Linked DNA regions of Rattus norvegicus: region 2 is linked to region 1. Evidence: chromatin contacts called from public Hi-C data. All regions are on one chromosome and are shown on one strand. Each heading gives the region's core, a stretch centred on a gene start, on an enhancer-like site or on the middle of the called end of the contact. The rest is flanking DNA. Distances are from core to core; before and after follow the strand shown.

Region 1 (7,881 bases), core at 4,014-6,513:
AGCGTTTACTACGTACACTCTGAATTCTCAGTTGTAACAGGGAGTGGTGATTCCTGGAGGTGCACACATATGTATGTAGACATTTCCAGCTTCCTGATTTCCTCTCCTGAAGTTACCTCTTAGCCCCACTGACGGTTTCCTATCCTTCCTGCCATCTCCCTTGGGAGATTTTCTGACAGCCTGAGGGCCAGGCTGAGAAGAGAAGAGGTGCAGCAGTAAATAGTTCATGAGAGGTGACCAAGTAGAGGGAGGGAAGTGACATCTAAGTCGGAGAGAGGGATGAATATAGAAAGAAAATATCCCATATGGAAGAAAAGTATCCCAATCATCTTTGAATGATACATGGTTGCGGGGCTGGGGATTTAGCTCAGTGGTAGAGCGCTTACCTAGGAAGCACAAGGCCCTGGGTTGGGTCCCCAGCTCCGGAAAAAAAGAACCAAAAAAAAAAAAATGATACATGGTTGCTTGTATGCTGTTTTTAAAGAAGCGATGGAAGGCAAACAGGATAGACCCATATGTAGTTGCTCTGCTAATGGAAGGAGATGGGTCTTGGGTCATTATTATTATTATTATTATTATTATTATTATTATTATTATTATTATCGATTATGGTTGCAATTGATTTCTAATGTTTGAAAGGGGAAGCCCTTAGATTCCCACATCTCCCACAGTTGCACCTGAAAGCCAGAGGTAAGCTGTCTCTGGGAACTCACCAAGCATAGTGATCAAGACAAGTGTTTAAAGGGAACTGTGTTTCTGACCCTTAGCATGTGCCTGGAGGTCTTAACTTGAATGCTCTATCTGTACACTCTTTCAATTGTTACCCCGTTCTGTGTAGGAGGATAATCTTTCCTTCTGTCATCTGGCCAGAAAAGTCACCCAGGTACAATTCTTTCTCAAAGTAACTCATGACTGGTAGACACTAAGTAAGAGCCCAGATCCCCGTCCAGGCTCCAGGACCCCAGCTTATGGGTCCTTTCAAACATCACACGTGGCAGCCAAGCTCATGCTCTGAAACTCGGCAAGGTGGAATCCTGCAACACTGCAGCTGACCACACTCCAGTGTGGTCCAGGAGCGCCCAGGCAGGTCTTCCCTTTGGAGTCTCCAGAATGGAGACAAAGCTCCGAAAGCCGCCTGGATGGGGAGCCGTTGCAGTGTTCAGATCACTAACCCTTTGTGGTTGTTTACATTAAGAACACTACAGGGACAGAGCAGTATTAGAAACATTCAGTGCGTGTTGTATGATTATTTGCTCAGGATTTTTGCCTTGTTTCTACTGAGGGAGATTTTTTTTTTTTGTTTCTCAGTGTGGAGATAATTAACAGTGCCGCTTCCAGCCAGTCGGTATGGATGATACGGTAAATGCAGGCTGACAGTCTGCAGTGAGCGGGCTTTCCTCAGCTTCCTGTGTTTCTCTATCTGGACACGGAAATTGTAGCCTGTACACTGGGTTAAGGTTCATAAGGAATCTTGTTTGCCACTTACAAACAGCAGCAGCTGCACACAGGAAGGAAACTGTGTTCCTTGAAATTGTAGTTTCAAATGTATTAGAAAAAAACCCTAGACCCCCAGACATTACCACAATAGGAATAATGATAATAATTTCTACCTATTTCATAGATTTGGGATCTGTATGGTCTAAGTCCTCTAACTGCTTCACCCCTGTTCAGCCCACAGTGTTCCCCACTGCATCCACGTGCCAGTGACAATTAGTGACGCCTTGTAGACCAAGGCGTCTGGAGAAAAGGTAGTCAGAAGGATGGGCAGTGCAGGAAGCTGGTGGGGTAGCTGTCTGGAGGCAGGCACCACAACCTGCAGTGTTTCCACCAAGTTCCCTGTAGCCAGCCTTTGAAGCCGGGAGAGCCGGAGGGCTACAGCCCTAGCTCCCCTGTGACTTTCACTGAAGGGCTCCACACTGTCCTTTCCTCATGTAGTAAGCGGGAATGTTATCTATGTAAGGGACTTCAGATTCATCTGGGGACACACCCAAGTTCATGACTGATCACTCCGGAAACCTCAAATCCCTCAGCTGCCCTGAGAGCTGTAGAAGATTTGAGAAGTGATTGTCCTGGGCGCTCTAGTATACTTGCTCTGGATGAAGCCTTTGCACTGTTCAGTTCTGGGAACGTTCTGGGTAATTCTCCTCCTGCCACAGAGTCCATAGCCCTGCTGTGGTTGGTAAAGACATCTTAGAAGGTAGTGCATTTGGGGCTGGGTAAATTCCTTCCAAAGCTTCAAGGCACTGAAAGCCAACCATTCTCTCCTTGTTGAGAGGACAAAGAAACTGACTAGAAGAATTCCCTTCTCCTCCCTCCCTTCCTTCCTCCCTTCCTCCCTCCCTCCCTCCCTCCCTCCCTCTCTCCCTCCCTTCCTGTGTGCAGTACAAGATTGCAAGTGTGTGCAGGTACAGACACACCTCAGCCCACCCGTGCTGGTCAGAGTCAATTTTCAGGAGTTGCTTCTCTCCTTCCACCATTGGTTGTGGGGATCAAAGTCACATGTGAGGCATAGGCAGCAAGTGCAGTACCCGTGGTACCCGTCCCACCAGCCCGGTCTGCTGTTGCCTCTCATAATGACAAAAGAGTAAAAGCAGCAAGGATCTGTGGGCACCCTGGAAGCTGTGTTTGGATATACATCCCTGAAGCCCTGGGCACAGGACATTCAGGCGTGGACCGATGAGAATGTCCAGACACACACAGATATCCCTGGGCTTCTGCACTCTGTGCCGGCCTCACCTTGTCTTTCAAGTGACTGACATTTACAATGTGTTTTGCAGTGACTCTGGACGTGGGAGCAGCCTCTTAGATAGAACCATCGCTGACAGACGACAGCTTAACACAATCACTTTGCCAGACTTCAGCGATCCTGAGACAGGTGAGAATCAAAGGCCAGAGGGGTGGCGAGCAGAAGGTGGGATCAGGTGCTGGGTTGGTATTTGAGATTGACAGACCCCAGGAGAAGGGTGGAGGGTGAGAGGGGTTAACTGAGATGCACCCCTTCAGTCTCGTTTTTCAGTGTTGGCTCACAGTGAGGAAAGTGCTATCCTGAGCCCAGATAGACCCTTAAATCTATTTTCCCTACAGTTTGGTGGCTTCTGTGTGTGACAGGTTTCCTCTCTTCTCAGCCTCCCATAGGCTTCTGCCCTTGTTGAAATCAGCCATTCTGAGTTCTAATCAGTTGCATACATAAACACACATGCTTCCAGTAGGAGAACCTGTTGGGTGACAGGGGCTTCTGAACTGCTAGTTCTACTGTCCTCGTGTGGTGGCCCATGGCACTTTACTGCCGCTGAGCAAGCATTTCTACTCGGCTGGGAAAGACCTCGGGGGTGGGGTGCTCGTGTTCACGTGGCCACAGCTCCGTGGATGCAGGGAAGCAAGCTCACCTCCCCTAATCTTCACAGCTGCAAACAAACAGTTCAGCAGTAATGCTGGGTCATCACAGACAATCTGGGGACCCCACAGACCCACAAGACATAATGAAATTCACTCAGCTTCCAGCTTAGAGGTAGTTCTAGGACTCCATTAGAACCCGCTCTGCCACTTTCCCCCAACCCCTGACAAGGGACGCTGGAAGCCTTAGTCTTGTGTGGTTCACTTCCTCCTTTATGAGCTGACTTTAGAGCAGCCTCAGGGTCACTTCCCTGTCCTCGTGACACATCCCCAACCCTGGACCTATCCTCTGGAAAATCTACCCAGAGGGCTGGTAGGAGTGCGTCTCATAGCTTCTCCTGACTCATTCCTGCCAAAGCTCCCTTTCGCCAGATTCAAAATCAGCCTAGGATGTTCCACCCAAAGCCCCCGGGCCCTCCCGTTCCGGTGACTGCTGGTTACAAGAAAGGACACAAGCTGTGGCTGGAGAGTTTAACCAGGCCAGCAGGTACTGCTCACCGGCAGCTCTGGGAGTAGCTCACCCCAGGTTGCTCAGCATTTGTGGGTGGACACAATGCCAAGGCCTAGCCCTGCTTTGTCCTCCCACCAGGCTTTTCAGGCCCTCGTAGAAAGGAAAGGTCAGGCTGTGGGAGCTCTAGACAAAATGAGGTGAGGCTGGGACTTTTGCTCAAATTCCAGCTGATTCCAAAGAGCTGCTGTGGCCGCTGAGGGACATCAGCCCCTGGCCTCTTCCTCAGTGTCCCACGAGAACAGCATGGTCAATCTCAACCTCTTCCATTTCGGCTGGCGTGGATCTTATTTCTCTCGTGAGGTCCCCAGACATGAACGAATGCTGTTTATCATTAAGGGAGAGCTGCAGGAAAGGAGTGAGACCCTTTTCTTGCTGCCCTGCGGCTGTCAGGGATGCCCTCTGCAGGGTAGACCTCAGGTGCCATGTTGTCCAGGTGGACTACGTGGCTCTGGTTACAATGACCACCCACTGTTCTGCTCCCCTCTCCATCCTGCCTCTCGTGTGGCTGATCCCTTATTCCAAGGAAATCCAAGTATCTGCAGTTTGGGCTTCTGACCCTTATTGTCCCAACCAAACAGCAGTGGAGCCCACCCCTCCCAGACGTCAGCCACAGATTGGCCATTTCACAGTGTAAGTGAGCCCACAAGACCCCTTTTCTTACCTGCTGTGTGAATCAGGGCTATTTACACAGCATCCTTTATAATAGACCAGGGATCAGGGAGCTAGGAGGCCTGCTCAAGGGAAATCTCATTGAGCATAAAACACTCTGAAATGACAGTGAAAGTCAGAAGACATAGGATGCTTTACCTAGAAGTGGAAACAATGCCTCCTTATTGATTAATAAAAGCCAATTTTCTTTGGTTCCTTGTGAGGTATCTGGGGGCACAGTTACCGTAGACTCATACCTTTGGAGTCCATCTACCTCAGCTGCCCATGGATTTGATCCGTTCCTCTCATTTTGAATTCAAGAGAAAGCACAACTTCCCATTCAGTCACAGTAATGATGTATGGTGGAGAAACGGGGGCTCCATGACTTGCCTCTGTCAGTACCCCCTTCTTCCCGAATGCTGTGTCTTCAGCAGCTTTCTGTCTACCCTTCGGAATGAGCACACCCCTACCAGGAGCAGGCACCGCTGTGCACTCTACAGTCCTGATCGTCGCTTCCCACACATCCCTCGACAGTGCCCTCATTCTGTCTCAGAACTGAGGAGCTCCCAGACCCGTGCTTTCCACGGGGGATTCTCACTCAGCCACACTACCTCAGGCATTGCTCTTCCCTTGCTGCAGCTTTTGGCTCATGCGATGCTGGCAGCGGTCGGCTAATTTTGCACAGCCACTGCAGCCTTGCTCATTTAGTAAAGACCGGGCTGCAGAGCAGAAGAGAAAAGGAAGCTCAACCCAGCCGTGGTGTAGCAGGAGTGGCTCTAGGCTCAGGTTCTGTCAGGGAGAACCGAGCTGACAGGTGGCAGTATGTTTTCACCAAGAGCCATGCTGGATGCTGATTTTCCTAAACCCCAGGGCATCTGACACAGGAAAATCACACAGTGCTGACATCAGAACAAGGTCTCAGATAAAGCCATAGCAACTTTCCATTGCCTTGGTCCTGCCACTCTGGGGCCCAGGGCCAAAAGCCCCCACTGCACACAGGCTCTTGAGAAGCTGTAGGTCATCTTGGTGTACATTTGGTTTTTCTCTAGAATTTAAATGTATCAGAATAGAGATTCTAATATAATGAATTCTACATCACTAAGTTATGTGTTCGTGTATATATGTAATATATATGGTAAGAATTTTTAAAAGTATAAAGCATAAACCCTGATTAAGTTTTATTAAGCAGACAGGTACTACGAAGGCCCCATTACAGAATATGACATTGCTTCTGTTGTCCCCTGGCCTCACTTCTCCCCCTAGTAGGTTCCAGCCAGTGAGAAGCAGGAATCAGTGAGTGACAGTTTTGAAGCTATGAGTCATTATCTTTCTTTTGGAATAAGTCAGTAGTTCCTGAAATAAAGGGAGGGAGAGGGGATCATTTTCCTTTCTTTTGCCTTCAAAACAGGCTGTGGGGTAAGGGGGCTCATCTTTAATCATTGCTGAGTATCACCAGACACCAATCCAAAGCAAAACAGTGTTTCACTGACAGTCTGATGCACTTTGGGGAGGTTTCCGGTTGCAGCTGTGGTGGTCTTTTCTTCACCTCATCCCCTGCAGCTGTCAGGCCTGAGGCCGAAGCTTTCTTTCCAAAGGGCCAGCCAGTGCACATAGCAGGAGACCACCCAAACAGTTTAACGTTCCATCAGTTCCATCACCACCACACTGGGACCATGGGACATGCCATTGTGCTCGGCCCACCGCACCTTGGGAAACTTGAGTTTTCAAGTGAAGTTGTATACGTGCTTCTTAGAAAAAACAAATCTGTGGACTAAGAAGAGAAGTGTGTCTGCTGCAGGTTAGAGATGGGTTATTTTCAGGGGCGCAAACTGCTGAATCTGTGCCCAGGTAAACCACAGTTATTTTTACTCCATGATGTTGCAGAGCAATTAAATAACCGGTGGAAAACAGATTGGTTTTCTTTGAAAAGCACTTGTATCCTATTCAAGAGAGGAGTGACTTATTACATGACCTCATTTTTTTTTTTTTTTTTGCAGCTTATGTGAGTATATTAAAAGCTAGTTTTTTCTTTGTGCTTCTAAAGGTTTGTTTGGTTTTGGTTTTTTGGTTTTTTTTTTTTTGTTTTTTTTTTTTGTTTTTTTTTGCTTTCATTCTTTTTTTTCTCTTTCACTTTTTAGTGTCAGACTCCTCCTCCTCCTCTTCTATCTCAAGAACCGAATCTCCTCTCCACCTGTTTGTGTCTTCTCCTCTTCATTCTCATCCCAAACCTGACATCTTTGTGTGGCCCCCTGCTGCTCATTCATTAAGTGACCCAGGTCCCCACCGGGAACCTTCACTCTGTAAATGTGGTTTTTTTCCTTCCTTCTTAGAACCCCCTCTATTTGCCTTTTGTATTATTTTCTGATAATCTTCCAACTGATAAGCTGGCTAGGAAACCCTGTCCATGTGTCAGGGAAGGATCTTGCTTATTTGAAAATCCAAAACTATTGCGAGCAGCAGGAAAGCTAAGACCGCAGACAGCGGCCGCACTCTAACCTCCCCTGGGAAGTAAAGGACTTGGACTTGGGAACCAGAGCAAAGGCTTCTGGGTCCTGGGCCCTTCCAACCTTCCCTGGAGCACACACAAAGGCATGAAAGGAGGATTCCTACCACAGAGGTAAGGGCTGAGGAGATGGCTCTGCTGACAAAGGGCTTGAGACACAAGCAAGGACACCTACATTTGGTTCCCACCTTAAAAGCAGGGAACAGCACTGCAGCTGTAACCCAGTGCTGGAGGGACAGACAGCAGACTGCCGAGGGACAGACAGCAGACTGCTGAGGCTGGCTAGCTGGCCCCCCTATTTGGTGAGTTCCAAACCAGGAAGACTGCCTTAAAAAGTAAGGTAAGCAGGCAGGGTGTGGCAGCACACGCCTTGAATCCTTGGGAGGCAGAGGCAAGCAAACCTTTGTTGAGTTTGAAGCCAGCCTGGTCTGTGTAGCAAGTTCTGGGTCAACCAGAGCTACTTAGTGAGACCCTGCCTGAAAACAAGACCAAAATAGACATCTCACCTAAGGTTATCTCTGCCCCCCACAAACACACGCACATGAACTTACACACATGTGAACCCTCTCACACACGCATAGGCACACACACACAAGAACAAGCAAGCTATAATATTTTGCAAACAATCCTAAAATGTCTGCATTTCAATTGGAAGTTAATTAATTCCAACCTCATGTAACAGTGAGAGCCGTGAGATGACATTCACTTGCCTGTCAACACTGAATGGGAGGCTCTTAGAGCTCTGCTGCAGAACCTTCCACTCCGAAGCCAGTGCCAGCAGGTTACAGAGCACATTTGAGAAATGTGTTGGAAACTGGTTTTTACT
Region 2 (7,881 bases), core at 3,661-6,160, 130 kb before region 1:
GGCACTGTTGAATCTGTAGGTATGTTTGGACAGTATTGTCATCTTCTAATCTATGAACATGGAATGCCTTCTTTCATTTAAAAATATTGTCTAGGTTTTTTTTTAAAGATAATTTTATATATGTGAGTACACTGTCGCTGTCTTCAGACACCCCAGAAGAGGGCATCAGATCTTATTACAGGTGGTTGTGAGCCACCATGTGGTTTCTAGGAATTGAACTCAGGACCTCTGGAAGAGCAGTTATCTTCTCCAGCCCTTGTCTAGATTATTTTGGGTATGTATGTCTTATATTCCCTTTAAACATTTTATTCTAAGTATTTAATTCTTTTAAATATTGCTCTCAGGATTGTTCCCTGGTTTCATTTTGTGATTGCTCAGTACCACTGAAAGCTGGTTTTCTTGTGTTTGTTTCATATTCCACAACCCAAATGAACCCATTAGCTCTAAAGGTTTCTTTTAAAGGTATATTTTTAGTGTTTCTGCATAATATTATGACATCTGCAAATACCTTCCTTTGTGCCGTTCCCGTTGCACGTCTGCACAGGCTGATACTTCCCTACGTTCTCATTAATGGTGGCGCGTGGACGTGACCAGAGCAGACAGCCCCGTGGTAGGGGAATTTTGATTAAGTCTGTGTTATTGAGTTTTCGTCTGTGACTTTCCCCCTCCCATGTGAAGGTCATGTAACTCGTGTGCCTCATCCTTTTAGTATGTTGATTGCCATGTGTCAGCTCAGTCCTGTATTCCTGGGATCCATCCCATTTGGCCATGGTATCTAATCATTTTCAGTGTACTGGGTTTGGGGTGTTGGTCTTGTTGAGGCTCTCTATATCTGTGTACATACAGGACACCTGTGGCCCCATGTGAAGGCTTGACTTTATCATGAGGATTGACGACAGAAGGTGATTTGAGAAGTGTTCCCTCCACTTCGGTTTTTGGTGCTTCTCCTTAGACATTCCTATGGATCTGGAGGTTTCTTTGTGGTTTTGGATTGCTGATTCCTCTCTTGCTGCCCTGTCACTTAGGCTTTCCTAGCCTTACCCACTCTCCACATTGTTCTGTATGTGACATGCATTGGCATTTCGGTGCTTGTTGTGGTGTTTTCTTTGTTTTGACTTTCTTTTGGAGACAGTTTCTTTCCATTGCCCAAACTTGCCTTGGGGATTGTCTTCCAGCCCCGCCTCCCGAATTGGAGGCTCAGTGATGTGCACACCTAGCTGTAGGCAGCAGACAGCCAGCTGTGTGCCCTCTTTTCAGTGGCAGGCTCTCTGAGCCAGTCAATAGTGACAAACAATCTTGGCTGTTTTTGGCTGGTTCCAGTTTCAGGATTGACAGCTTTGCAAGAACTCTGTGTTTCATCCTTCGGTGATGATTTGAACAGCGCTTTGCCCATGTTATAAAGCAGACTCAGTACACATCACAGTCAAGGCACACAGCACTTTCTGTACATGCAGTTGATTGACAGCGTCAGTCTAGTGGACAAATTCTACATCTTCTCTTGCCAGGAAACTGCCAACCATTGGCAAGTTTTAAGGATGAAAATTGCCTTGAGTGAATATATAAGTAGGAATGATCTTTCTGCACAGGGCAAGGCTAGCTAGGAAGGAAATAAAGAAGACTGTAGGAAGGAGGCTTGTGGAAGCTGTGAACTGACCCTTCCTCTGTGTTCTGCCTCTCAAGGCTCTCACTTCTACAGGCTGTTTCCCAGGGCTAATCAGTTGACTTGCGCCCGGCTTTGGCCACCAGAAGGCACTGCTGGAAGGCATGGGGTAGGATGAGAGAAAAGTCACAGTATGTCCAGCTCCTGACAAATGAAATGTCCTTCTCTGTTTAACTCCCACACAATGACCCCAGTTTCTGGGCCCTTTCAACTCCACCTCCTCTCCCTGGCCTTTCCAGCTTTTGTGATGGCAGCAGCTTCCTGCTGATGCTAGAATCCGGGGTGGGTGGGTAACCATGTCGCTTTTCTTCTTCATCTTTCATCTCTTATGCAGACAGTTCCAAGCATTAAATTCCTTTCATTTCAAAGACTAGCATGCTTCCTCTGTCCTCATTGGTCCTAACTGCTATAGTGAGACAGCCAAAGCCTAGATTCCAAGTATAGAGGCTGTACCAAGGCCAGGGCAGACACAGAACAGGGAGGTGTTTGAAAGAGAGGCTGCAGGCAGTGGGGTCAAGCCGTATGTGTGTAAGGGGCTGGTGAGGCAAGGGAAGAGGGAACCGGCGGGGAGCATCACAGGACGAGGTTTTCCTGGACCTTAAGGAAGCTATGGGGCTGGAGCTAAAGTGATGAATTCTGATCACCTAGGCGTGCTCTCCTGGGGATCTGCTTGGCCTACAGGGGTTTCTAGGGTACTAGTTTGTTGGTCAGGACTAAAGGATTCTCTGCAGATAAGGTGGAGCGCCACGGTGAAGGAGAAGAACAGGGCTGATCCTGGCGCTCCCAGGTGGGAACAGGGTTATGTGTAGGTAGGGTCCTCCGTGGAGCTCTGCTCTCGGGAAAGAGGTCCGAGTGACAGGAAACGTTCCCTCTGTGTGTTTCCTACTGTGGCAGGTGATGTCCACATATGATAAAGCCAGCAGCTAGACAGCAACCCGAGTGTCAGGACAAGTGAAGCTGAAATTAAAAATGGACCATGGAAAATCCACAGTAAAGTAAGAGTTTCCCTATGCTCCAAGCTTGGGTTCTCAGTGAGTTTTCTGCTAAACGTAGGCACACTTTTTTTTTCCTTCTAGAGTTGTGGACAGCTCCCAGATGGCCAGGCTGACCACATATCCTGCTGTGTCCTACCCACCCTCTTCTCCAGGCTGCCTGCCTACCCACTCACCTCTTCCCAGCCCACTCCCTAACTGGGTTTGCCTTCTTCCAATGTGGCGCTATTCTCTCGTCCCTTAGCTGGGTCCACCCTCAGTGACACAGTTGTTGCCTGCAGACCCTACCCGCCGTCCGCTGACCCCACCTCTAGTTATAGTTAGCACAGTGTGGCTTGTCATTCTGCTCTGGTTTAATTATTTCACTCCCGTCACTTGCCTTTCCATAGTTATGTGACTTCGTGTGATTAGCAAACACACGGGCACATGGTCCAGGCTGGACATTGACGCCGTGGCATGTCTACACTGCTTGCCTGGCCTCCTGTACTAGATCGGCGGTAGAGCTGCCTCACAGGCTGTCTGCACAAGACTGTTTGTTAAAGCCTTACCGGGCATGCAGGTGCACAACTGCTGAGGGGCCTATTCCGATAAAATTAAGTCAGAGGTGAGGGATCTTCAGTGTTTGAAATGCTGCCTATTTTGATGAATATAGATGTGGTCAAGGGCATGCTTTGAAGCACACTACCTTGTCTGTAGCTCCTCTCGTGCTGACACTCACCTTTGGGTCTATGGACTACCTCCAATCTGTTTGGCTGAAGAGCCTCTGTAATGTAAGGCAGTCAGGTCCCTCCTAGGATCTCCTAAGGGCCTGGAATCGCAGAGTCTGATGTGGGCTGTCACCTGGCCTGGCTCTTGTGTTTTGACTGATTGGATCCTGAGTGCAGGCCTTGCTTGGTCACAACCTCTCCTAGTCTCCTGTGGCTGCCAAACCATGTCTAGTGCTCATTTTCTTCCCCCAGATATTCATGATGCTTTGGAAATGAAGAAGAAAACACACACACCCATATTTGGAAAGCTCTGAGCTCTCTTGGGGGCGGGAGCAGAGCACAGACTGTTCTGTAGAAATCGAGGTGTTGCAGTGTGGCACAGGGTGTAGCTGTCCACAGTGGGCTGGGGAGAGTGCAGAGCAGGGGGAGCGGGAAGCAGAGTCCCACTTTAGCTGGATGTCTTGCCCTGTGCCTTGCCCAGCACCAATCAGAGGCGGTAACTTCTGTGCAGAGAGGCCTCAGGTTATGTAGGGACTGCTGGATACGTAGTACTAAATTATTGGTGATGATTACAGCTGGTAATCATCCTAAACATGTCCCAAGCACTTGCCCCTTATTCCCCGTGACCCCTGCTACCCGAGGGACAAGCATGGATAGGGTCCCCGTTTAAGAGAGCGGGTGGGGGTTGGAGATTTGGCTCAGTGGTAGAGCGCTTGCTAGGCAAGCGCAAGGCCCTGGGTTCGGTCCTCAGCTCCGAAAAAAAAAAGAAATGTTAAAGAGAGCGGGTGGGCAGATCATCACTTCACCTCCTCACTGTTGTGTCACCGCGAGATTGCACACCCTGAGTGACAGAGGTTGATCCTGGTTGCCTTGAGGTGATTTGAGCAGCAGCTCTTAGAACCAGTATAGATCTGCAGGAGGTTATGGACAGACAGCCTTTACTAAACAGCACAACCAGCCCTCAGACGTTTTTGTTTAAGCATATCGCGGACACTCTGAAGTTCTGGACTCGTTAAAACTCTAGAACCCAGAACTATATAGCAAGATGATAAACCGAAAGCGGTGGCTTTCACATCTGTCAGGATCCGGACTTTTTGCAGGGGTCAGAGGTCGTTCTGCAGTAGGGGAGCAGCTGCCACCAGGGGTCGCAGGAACCCCGTCAAGATCCAGACGGGAACCACTTTAGCGCATGCGCAGTTGCTCCTTCCCAGGTGCATCTCACACCTAACTTTTTATTTTGTCATTTGTATATTAATACCTTACAGTCCCCACCCCGCCACAAGGCAGGGTGACATAGTGTCCCTACAGGCCGAGTTGGTATTTGCAGTCTCCGAGACTGGGGCCATTGCTTTTTTAAAGGGGAGTTCAGAGATGCAAGGAGAATACTGAGCTACTCGGGCTGCTTTGTTAACCGGAACTTAGTGAGGAGGGTCCGGGAACGCCCAACACTCTCTAGGAGGAAGCTCCACAGCCTGTCTTTGTTCAGCCCGGTCACACCCAGGCTTTTCAGCCTGTCTCAAGTGCCTGGGACTGCTTTAGCAAAGAGTGTACACAGCGACCTTTGAAAAGGGAAAGGAAGCATATGCCTGGGTATGAGAACATTAGCGGGAGCTGTGCCCTGATTCCTCCTGGGTGAAAGTGCTAGTAAGGATGCCCAATGCGGAAGCTCAAGGGTTGCTTGACAGGTTCTTTGAAGTGACAGAATCATGTCTCAAGCTTTAGGAATTGTGTTTGCAAATGAGCATGACCTTCTAGGTGAGATCTAGAACAAGACAGTTCTCTGATCTTTTGTGGTCTGTGTCCCAAGTAACTATTGAAGTAGAAAGCTCAGGAATCAGGGAAGGCCCTGCTAATACCCTCTGAGAGAGATCCGGGACACAACCCCCACCCCTACCCCCCCCACCCCCGCTTATGCTTCTCTATTTCTAGAGAGGACAGGGGGAACCATAGAGGCCCCATTGTTTTTCTTTAAGAAGCCTCGTTCTGCATTTGAAGCTTTGGGATCACTTTGGATGGTGAGGGGGAAAAGTAGCTTTCTGGAGAACTCCATGTGTGGTGGGTACTGATGTCAGAAGTAGGTCACTGCAGAGCTCCTGTGTGCCAATTTTGCTATGGTGGAAGGGAAGCTCAGACTGTGAGGAATAGGACTTGTGTGTGGTGGGTGGGGGATGCTGTCTGGCCTTGTTGGTATGGAGAGCTGCTAGCAAACTGTACATCTTTGATCTCCCCCACCCTTTCTGCTCTAGAGGTCATGGCTGTGCTATGGTAGGAGGTCGCATGCTGTATGGAATGGGCCAGGCATCTCGGATTGCTGGCCAGGGCTTCCTGTTTATATTTAGATGCTGTAAGAAGAGCATAGGCCTTTTACTGCTGTTGACCCACATTCATATTTTATGTTGTTTGTGTTGGTCGACTCTCATTGGTTTTCCTTTTGGAGGCAGTAGGAATTCAGAGACTCCTTAGAAGGCTTTAAGACAGTGCTTTAAGTGACAGTCTGCAGAGGTGTCTATTCTGAATCATTTTTTAAACTTTAAAAGTTATATATGTTTGTTTATTTAGTGTCTGTGTGTACATGTGGAGTGTGGAAGACAGAGGGCGGTTTGCAGGAGTCGGTTCTCTCCTTCCACCATAGAGATTCCAGGGATCAAGCTCAGGTTACAAGGTTAGGCTTAGGTGCCTTGGCTGGTTGGCCATCTTACCTGCCTGTCCTGTCCCCAAGTCTTCAGGGACACTATGTCTGCTGCTGCCTTTTTTTTTTTTTTTTTTTTTTTTTACATTATTTGAAGACTAGCTTCTTTATTCTATACAAGTGGCTCTTCTGAGAAGTCCATCCCAGCTCCACACCTAGTTGCTGCCCACTGGGGTTTCATACAGTGAGGCAAGGACAGTTGCTTATGTCCCCTGATCACTGTCACCCTTGCTTTAGTAGGCTGGGACAGGGGTTCCATTTGTACTGCAGAGTCCTAGTGGGATGTGTCTTCTCTTCTCTGGGAGCAAATGAGCCAAGACCACAGTGATAGGGACAGGGCATCATCACACTCGGGATAGAGTCTGAGGCTGTGCTGGTGGGGATTAACTCTGAGGAACTGGAATGCGGGTGACGGTTGCTTTCTGTTTGAGGCTTTCCTGTATTTTTAGATCTCTCTTACAGGAAAAAAAAAAAAAAAAAGGAAGAGAATTGTCATTGGTACCAGGAAGATGCCTGCTAATGAGGGTGGTGACTATTGGCTCAGTGTTTCTGTATGCCAGGCCCTGGCACTGTCACTGGCACAGTCACTCTGCACGTTTTCGTGACAAGGAGAAAGAGGCTCCAAGATGTTAGACAGCATGCTCCTGACTCACAGGGCGATCGTGCTTAGAAGCAAGGGTTCAAAGCCAGATGTCTGCTCAGAGTCCCATCTGCCCCTACACCTCCTCTTCTACTTGAGAATTCTTCCAGAAGATTATGGTTAGGCAGGTGTGATGTTTTTCAAACAAAACTTAAGAACAAAGCACAACAGTTACCCACATGATCCACTAGTTCCAGGCCTTTCTGTGCAGCCAAGAAAACTAAAGCATAGGCTCTTAGGAGAGGGTGCCATGAAGGCTTGTGGCAGACTCCTCAACTATACAAGAAGTGGGAAACCTCCAGAATTCATTCATCTATTAATGGATTTTTAAAAATGAAGCATTTCCTCCCAGTGGAATATTATTTGGCAATCATAAGGAATAAAGTTTTGAAATACAGAATAGTAGCCATACAATATCATACCAAATGCAGCTTGTGAGCAGCTAATCTTATGCCTGTGCACTTCTTCAATTTAAAAAGCAAGAAAGCTCAACTACTTGCTAAATAATTGTAAACCTAGAAAACATTTTATAAATCTAGCCAGGCACAGAAGATCGCATCCTATACGATTCTGTCCTATGAACTGCGGAGAAACGGCCAATCTATGGAGGCAGAGACTGAGTGAGTGGGCTCCAGGGTCTGAGGAAAGGGGTAGCCTGGGAAAGGGCTGCTGACGGGGCTTCCTTCAGGAGTGATGATAAGGCCCTGGGGTTAGCTGTTCCACTAGCTATACACTAACTAATAATAATTGTGTAGTATTGCAGTATTCAGTAAAGCTTTGCTTAAAAATAGATAAAATCAGAGAAAATTCATATAATTCTCACACTTGGAGTCTTTCCAGCTACTGTTACCTAAAGGCAATAGTGATAAGGTAATAAGCATCAGGCGTGTTGATTTACATACAGGCTCTTGGGGACTTACCACGTGCCAGGCACTGTTTTCATCACATCTTTAGCTTTGCTCCTCTCCTCTCCTCTCCTCTCCTCTCCTCTCCTCTCCTCTCCTCTCCTCTCCTCTCCTCTCCTCTCCTCTCCTCTCCTCTCCTCTTCTCTCTCCTTCCTTTCTCTTCTCTTCCTTCCTTTTCTTTCCTTTCCTTTCCTTTCCTTTCCTTTCCTTTCCTTTTCTTTTCTTTCCTTTTCAAGACAAGGTTTCTCTGTGTAGCCCTGTCTGTCACGGATCTGGCTCTGTACACCA

Evidence for each region. Hi-C and Micro-C count contacts between places; a contact is called where the count stands out from the background.
Region 2: a Hi-C map of kidney shows a contact between it and region 1, with 2.2 times the contacts expected there. The contact joins two enhancer-like sites. A contact is called at or near these places in 3 of 12 Hi-C or Micro-C datasets (kidney, liver and psoas muscle).

The regions. Positions count from the first base shown.
Region 1 is chr6:125,359,618-125,367,498 of GRCr8, reverse strand. Ttc7b (tetratricopeptide repeat domain 7B) reads left to right here. Exons shown (of 22, transcript NM_001401371.1): 17 at 2,778-2,875; 18 at 6,691-6,852. Among named protein-coding and RNA genes, the nearest start is that of Calm1, 150 kb to the right of the region's middle. Within about 2 kb of position 5,263, at least 10 of the 93 cell types and tissues checked have an H3K27ac peak or open chromatin away from gene starts, as enhancers often do.
Region 2 is chr6:125,484,725-125,492,605 of GRCr8, reverse strand. The region is part of intron 3 of Ttc7b (tetratricopeptide repeat domain 7B); the gene reads left to right. Among named protein-coding and RNA genes, the nearest start is that of Ttc7b, 40 kb to the left of the region's middle. Within about 2 kb of position 4,910, at least 37 of the 93 cell types and tissues checked have an H3K27ac peak or open chromatin away from gene starts, as enhancers often do.